Regions from separate parts of the Mus musculus genome. Here region 2 is linked to region 1. A link is a contact called in public Hi-C data. All regions are on one chromosome and are shown on one strand. The core of a region is the stretch at or near the end of the contact, and the rest is flanking DNA. Distances in the headings are between cores, read along the strand shown.

Evidence for each region. Hi-C and Micro-C count contacts between places; a contact is called where the count stands out from the background.
Region 2: a contact with region 1 is called in a Hi-C map of uterus. The contact joins two enhancer-like sites. A contact is called at or near these places in 1 of 484 Hi-C or Micro-C datasets (uterus) and 1 of 9 other capture datasets (embryonic stem cells).

The regions. Positions count from the first base shown.
Region 1 is chr3:37,555,109-37,558,492 of GRCm38.p6, forward strand. All of the region lies in intron 15 of Spata5 (spermatogenesis associated 5), which reads left to right. All of the region lies in intron 2 of Gm36412 (a long non-coding RNA gene), which reads right to left. Among named protein-coding and RNA genes, the nearest start is that of Gm36412, 46 kb to the right of the region's middle. Within about 2 kb of position 1,868, at least 58 of the 459 cell types and tissues checked have an H3K27ac peak or open chromatin away from gene starts, as enhancers often do. A contact at or near this core is called in uterus, where this site is marked.
Region 2 is chr3:37,934,371-37,937,838 of GRCm38.p6, forward strand. Gm20755 (predicted gene, 20755) reads left to right here. Exons shown (of 4, transcript NR_040559.1): 2 at 986-1,074. Among named protein-coding and RNA genes, the nearest start is that of Gm20755, 37 kb to the left of the region's middle. Within about 2 kb of position 2,006, at least 54 of the 459 cell types and tissues checked have an H3K27ac peak or open chromatin away from gene starts, as enhancers often do. A contact at or near this core is called in uterus, where this site is marked.

The sequences.
Region 1 (3,384 bases), core at 618-3,117:
GTTTTCAAAGAGGATGAATGTTTTATTTGTTTCTCACAGTGTTACATAGCCAGTGTTTCACAGTGGGAAAACAACAGCCAACACAGCACATGGCAAAACAAAGACACTACTCCCTCTGACACTGTACAACACTTCCCTGCATTCCAAGGCATTTCCAGTGAGAAGACACAGTGGTGGATATGGGCAAGGTACCAAATTATGTAAGATACACCACTGTTATCTTGAACTATGAATTTTTTTTTTTTTTTTTGAGACAGGATTTCTCAGTGTGGCCCTAGCTGTCCTGGAACTCACTCTGTAGACCAGGCTGGCCTTGAACTCAGAGATCCACCTGCCTCTGCCTCCCAAGTGCTGGAAAGGTGTACGCCACAACAGCCTGGCTCGAATTATGAAATTCTTTTTTGTTGTTGTTTTTGTTGTTGTTGTTGTTGTTGTTGTTTTGGTTTTTTTTCGAGACAGGGTTTCTCTGTATAGCCCTGGCTGTCCTGGAGCTCACTTTGTAGACCAGGCTGGCCTCGAACTCAGAAATCCGCCTACCCCTGCCTCCCGAGTGCTGGGATTAAAGGCGTGCGCCACCACGCCCGGCTGAATTATGAAATTCTTATAACCAGTAAGTAGGGTCTCACCATGTAGCTGTGGCTGGTCTGGAACTTGTTATGTAGACCGATCTCGAACTAACATCTGCCTGTTGAGTGCTGGGATTAAACAGTGGTCTGTCACCAAACCCAGCTTATAACCACTTTTCACCTCAAATGATCTTAAGAATTCTAAACACCAGAGTTTAACCTCTAGTCTAAATACTTAATATGGTGATTATCAAAAAAAAAAAAAAAATCTGTACCCTGTGTTTATCCGCATCCATTAGGAAGTTGGGGGTGGGTCTTAAGTAGCACTGTCAAGAACAGTTCCAGTTTCTTTCCATTAGTACTGCTAAAAGTTATTTCAAGACCTCTATTCTCCGCTGGTTTAAGACAAGCATGCTGGGCAGGTCATGTCCCAGTTTTATCATGGAGGGGTGCCATGGTCACTCCTCAGAGGACTTCACGTATTCCTCATATGCTTCTTCAATCATCATTCATCTAGCTCTGAAGGGTCGCTCAGTGTCATCTTCATCAGCCAACCATCTTAACAGGATTTGTTGACGAGCCCTGGCTTTGCGGCAAGTGCTTCATTGACTTCAGTTACCTCTCCTGACAGAGGTGAGGAGAGCTCACTGGCAGCCTTCACTCTCTCCAAAGTACCAAACTCCTCTTGTTTTTTCAATTTTGTCCCCACTTCTGGCAGACTGCAGTAAACAACATCTCTCAAAGCTTCCTATGCAAACTTGCTGATTCCCATCGTTCCAATACCTTCCTCTGTTGTTATCCATTCATGTTTCTCTGTGAATTTATGCATTACAGCAAAGCAGATCCAGTGTGCTGTGAGCCAGAAGGCCAGGGCAGTGCTCAGGCTGCAGGCATAGCCCACAGGCTCCTTGACACTCCCAGCAACATGATCTGAGGTCCGGAGGGTAACTGTGCTCCTCCTCCGCCACCAGGCTGGTGGGGCCACCTTTTTATTTTTTTAGCAGTGCTTTCAATTACAGTGAAATGTATTTGTGAGTCTGTAGTAAGTGCTCAGGGAAGTTCTTGTCTACCTCCCTCCCTGTGGCTTCCTTCCCTCTCTCTGTCTTCTAAGTAGGATTTCTAAGGCAGTGTCTTTTCCCCAGCATGTGTTTGTTTTCAAGGTGGGAGTTAGATCCAGATACAGCCTTTCACGTCCATGGAAAGTTGTGTGTTAGTATGTGGTCTCATTTTTAACGTACTTGCAGACGTCCTAGTTATCTGAGATCACTTTCACATGGACTGAGGTTAAGCTTTATTTCTTTTGGCTTGTCCCTCCCTCAGCAGACACTTCCTCTTTGCCTTGAAAGGACAAAACGATGTTCAGCTGTCTGGGCTTGGGCCCAGTATTTGATTTATACATTATTTAATTTCCTCCTGAAAATTGGAAGCAGGACTCTTAGGAATGGAAGTGAGTAGTTTTCGTTTGTTTAAGAACACTTTTAGATTTAATATAATCAGTAGAAGATGTCAGCATGATTGGGGGCGACTTAAGGTGAAACAAATAAAGTTAATACAAAAGAAGGGTACTTGACAGTAGAGAAGAGCTGAGGTTTCTGCATCACTTCTGGGTTGTCTTCCCCACACTGGGGGATGTGCTCTTTAGGCTCCCTCTGACTTGGGTTACAGTTGCAGTTACAGAGCAGTTCCTCAGAACCACTACTCTACCTATCTCCACAACAACAAATGCCACTATGTGAATGCCAGAATGAAATTTCTATGTTATGAATTCAGGAATTTAAAAATCAACTCTAGAAATAACATTTTGTGCTTCATGGCCACTTTGGGGCAGTTTATTCCTCTGGCCATGCTACTGTGAGGTTACACAGTCTTCCTCTTCACTGGCAATGGCTGCCTGCGCTGCCTCACTGGGCACTGTTGATCTGTCTCACTGGAGCTCTTTTGTCCTTGTAACAAGCCCAAGCTTTAGTCTCCCTGTTCTTCTCAGTGCCGTCTGCCAGATAGCCCTTTGCTTCATGATCCTTTCTTTCCTCTTTCATACAGATTCCATTCTCCAGTATGGAGATAAGCTTAAATGTTTCCAAGGTTGCTTCTTGGACCTCTTCTCTCCCTGGTGTTTTCAGACTTTTAGCATTGTGTAACAACATTGTCATCTACAAAGTTCACACTTGAGAACTGCTGGGTCACTTTACAAAAACGGAATAGCTGAGGCTGGGGAGATAGGAGAAGCTGAGCTCAGTTCCTTGGCCCTTGTGGTAAAAGTAGATTCAGTAGTGATGCTTCGTCTGTAACCCCAGGACTGAGGAGGCAGAGACCAGTGGAGTTGATTGGGCAGCCAGGCTAGCTGATTGGTGAGCTCCAGGTTCCTTGAGAGATCCTATCTCAAAAAATAAGGTGGAGAGCAATTGAGGAAGACATATACAATGTGCATCATGTACATGCTTCTCACACAAGCTTGCAAACACCACACACAAAAAGTAGAAATATTTTAAAATTTAAACCATTGAGCCCATTCATAGCTTTCTTTGGCTACGTGTCACTCTTCAACCACAGGTCAGACACACCAGTGTCAATACTACAGTGTAGACACACCAGTGTGGCTGCTTATCTTTTCTGACTGCCAGAGCCTGAGAAGCTTAGAGAGCTGCAAACAAGCATAGTTGGAAAACTACTTCGGTCCTGTCAGGCTGCTTTTGACCCCTTTGAAGGTAGTCTGTCCTTTGCTACTTCTGTCTTTACAAAGACCAACTTTGCAGAATACCACCTGCACATCATGATGGTCCTTAAGTTCAGGCCCTAAAGTCTGATGTTGCTCAGCACC
Region 2 (3,468 bases), core at 756-3,255, 380 kb after region 1:
CCTTCTTTCCATGCTGAGAGCTCCTGCCCTGGCTCTGTCATAGCTGCCACTATCCTTTGCTGGCGTCAGAACCAGCTTCTTTGGTCTCTAACATGGACTAAAGAGCCATGGCTTCCCAGGAACCCTTCATGCAGTCAGTGCCAGATTGATACTCCTGGGGCATCCAGCCTTGTGGAGAGAGCATACTGTGTGAGCCAATCTAATATATCCCTTTTGTAATATCTACACATTCCATTAGGCTCCTTCTTTAGGGAAACTTGACTAATGTGATATGTTTTTAAAATATGTCACATTGACCCTCTGAGATTCCATCAATGTCTACTACAATCTCTCTTTTCCTTTCTAATTTTAATATTTTGCATCATCTCTCTCTTTTAGTTGGTTTAGATCTTCTGATTATCCACCCATCCATCACCATCCTAGAGACAAGACATGTCACTGTCATTATGGAAGGAACTGCACCTGGCCTTTTCTAGAATGTTTGGTGTAATTTTGAATAGCAGACACAGACTTAGAATAGACGTTCAGATGCCAGAAACCCTGACAGACAGAACACCACACTACAGGTTGCTCTCTCTGACTTGCACGTTGTGTAACTTCCTCCCTTCGGCAACACATTGATTCTCTGGCTGTAAATACTGCCTTCGACACAAGGTTAAAGCCGTGTGCTTGCAGCTTGGAGAGAGCAGAGGAGATAATGTCAACTTTAATTCCTGTGTTTTTCCAAACACAAAGATTAGGCCAAAGGTCACAAGTGGAAATGAAATAAAAATGGAAAACAGATGTTAGGAAGCCCACTGGTAATGGAAACACAAGAGGCAATGAAAGTTACTGAAAGGAAAACACAGCTAAAAACATGCACACAACCCAGAGAGCAGGGTCTCAGGGAGGTTTTGTTTTCATAACGATGTGTTTTAAAAAGCCCGACTTTTTAATATTTCCTACAGTGATTTAATTTCTTATACTTTTTTCCTTCCCTATCTAGAGGCAGAATTCAGCAGATGGCAGAAACCACCCTCTCCAATACCCTGAATAGTCAATGTACCCCAAGTATGCACACTGTCACAACCGGAGGTCAGTTGAAAGGGGACGTTTGTCTTCCAATTGGCAGGTTGCCACTTTCAAAGGTGCATCCATTCTTAAGCCAGCTTCCTGTTCAGCTCTGGGCCTGAGACCTGGGCGTCATCAGGGACAAGTCTGTTCTGGGAGAACAGCTGCTGGGGTGGAATTTCATTTAGATTACAATGCACGTCACAATTGTAGTTCTCTCTCTCTCTCTCTCTCTCTCTCTCTCTCTCTCTCTCTCTCTCTCTCTCTCTCTCTCTCTCCCTCTCTCTCTCTCTCTCTCTGTATTTAAAAGGAAGCTCTGTATTTTGGTGTGTGCTGACTTTTATAGTTGATCTCCAGCCAATAAAAAGAGGAAGATGTTAGAAAGTCAGTGGAAATACCTAACTCTATGTATGATATTTTGGAATGCTATAAACAAATACGCATCGGACATCTAGAAAGTACCCTGAGGCTTTTGCCTGTGTTATCTTTTAAAAAGTCAGACGAGTCATAAAACAAAAACAAAACCACATTGTAACATGGCTGAGAAAGTTCTAGCATTTAAAGTAAAACCAGAAAAGAAAGACAATTAAACACACACATCCCCCAGCTTGTCCTCCTACCCACAGGCTCCTAGGGAGCCTTCCTGGGGCTGCTGTGCGTCTTTCTGGCTAATATCGACCAACTGACTGAGGACGGCAAAGGGGAACTGGCACACCTTGGCGGCAGGTATGTAATTAAGAGGAGGTAATTAAGGATCATTGCTGGGTGCGCTGACAGCGGGCATGTAATTACGAAGGAAGAAGAATCAGAACAGGAGCCAGGACGTGAATGCCAAAGTATGCTCAGAAACCTGGACCCTAAAATCACTTCCTCTGTGGGAGGCAGGTCATTTCAGTCCTGTGCTTTAAGAGCTGTGCTGGCATGGACCAAGGATGAGCCCAGAAACGTTTGTGTCCGGCCTCGGCAGCCTTAGCAAATCATCTCGTCTTTTCATTGCTCATCCCTCCCTCCCAGACACGGTCCAAGACATTCCATTTTTATGTGCGTTTGTATTTTCTCAGGAACAGACACATTAACAGGATGGGTTTAACCATAGTTCAGTTTATTTACGATCCTCTGGTTAAATGTTAATAGCCTCAAGTCAAGGATCTAACGCAAGAATTTGGAGCCGGGGATTTTGCAGGCTGTATTTAGTGACCACTCAACAGCATTAATATCCAGCTGTTTATTTTATTTTGTTTTATTTCAAATCACACATGTGGAGGGGGTTGGGAGGTACATGCCCATGAGTGTAGGTGCCCAGTGGAGCCCAGAAGCTCATGTCAGTTTCCCTGAAGCTGGAATTACAGGTGGCTGTGAGATGCTTGACATGAGTCATGGCAACTGAAATCAGGTCCCCTTCGAGATCCGGAAGGATTCTTAACCACTGAGCCATCTCTCTAGCCTCTCTCCGGGTTATTGAATACTAGGCACCATTCTAAGGACTGCTGATGAGCTAATAATCCCTTTAATCCTTATGAGACCGATGCCTGGCAGTTTCTGTCAGTAGCATCCCCCTTCTTAAAGCGAACTTCTAGGCAGGGTAACATCACAGAATTTGCCCAAGGTCACATGTCTGATGAGTGGCTGAGTAGGGACTGACTCCTAAGTGTACTCTCCTGGCCACCATACTGTTTCTTTATCTTTTCACAGTTTCCATGAAAGTCCTTTTTTGACTATTTCCTACTGGGGGTCAAACTTGTTAGATTAGATTATTAGACTATTATTGCATGTCTATATGAGGGATGGAATTCCCCCCACCCCCAACTTCCTAAGTCATCTTAATGCACTGGATAAAGAGCTTGAGCTGCCACACACGCCATCTATTGTATGTTTGTGTGTGTGTGTGTGTGTGTGTGTGTGTGTGTGTGTGTGCTTGTGTGTTCCTTGTCAAGTCTTTCTGCTGGAGTATGGATAACCTATTGTCTCAAGTCATAGCCAAGCTCTGATGAGGTAGAATTCAAACTCTAATGTAAAAGTCAAGCGCTGATCGAAGATGCCTAACAAAGTTAGCATCTGCATCCTAGGAGTTAATGCATTCCGAGGGGGGAGGGGATGGGAAGCTCAGGGAGACTGGGAAACTCAGCTAAGGAGAAGCCAAGAGTCAGCACAGCATGAAGCAAAAACAAGCAAACAAACGAAGCGACACACCCCTGCATCCTCTCCACAGAGCCTGCAAAGCCAGAAGTTCACCGCACATTGGTCTTGCCTCAGACACCAGTAATCTTTATTAAGACATAACAACATTATTCCTCAATTGTCTTCTTCCGGTTGGCCAGCTGTGGCCACTGAAGGCAGATTAACCAGAACCTGATGGGTTTGAGCCCCTGTTCAACATTGCTGGCTAAATACCATAATTATACAGGGTGCTGAGGTGAC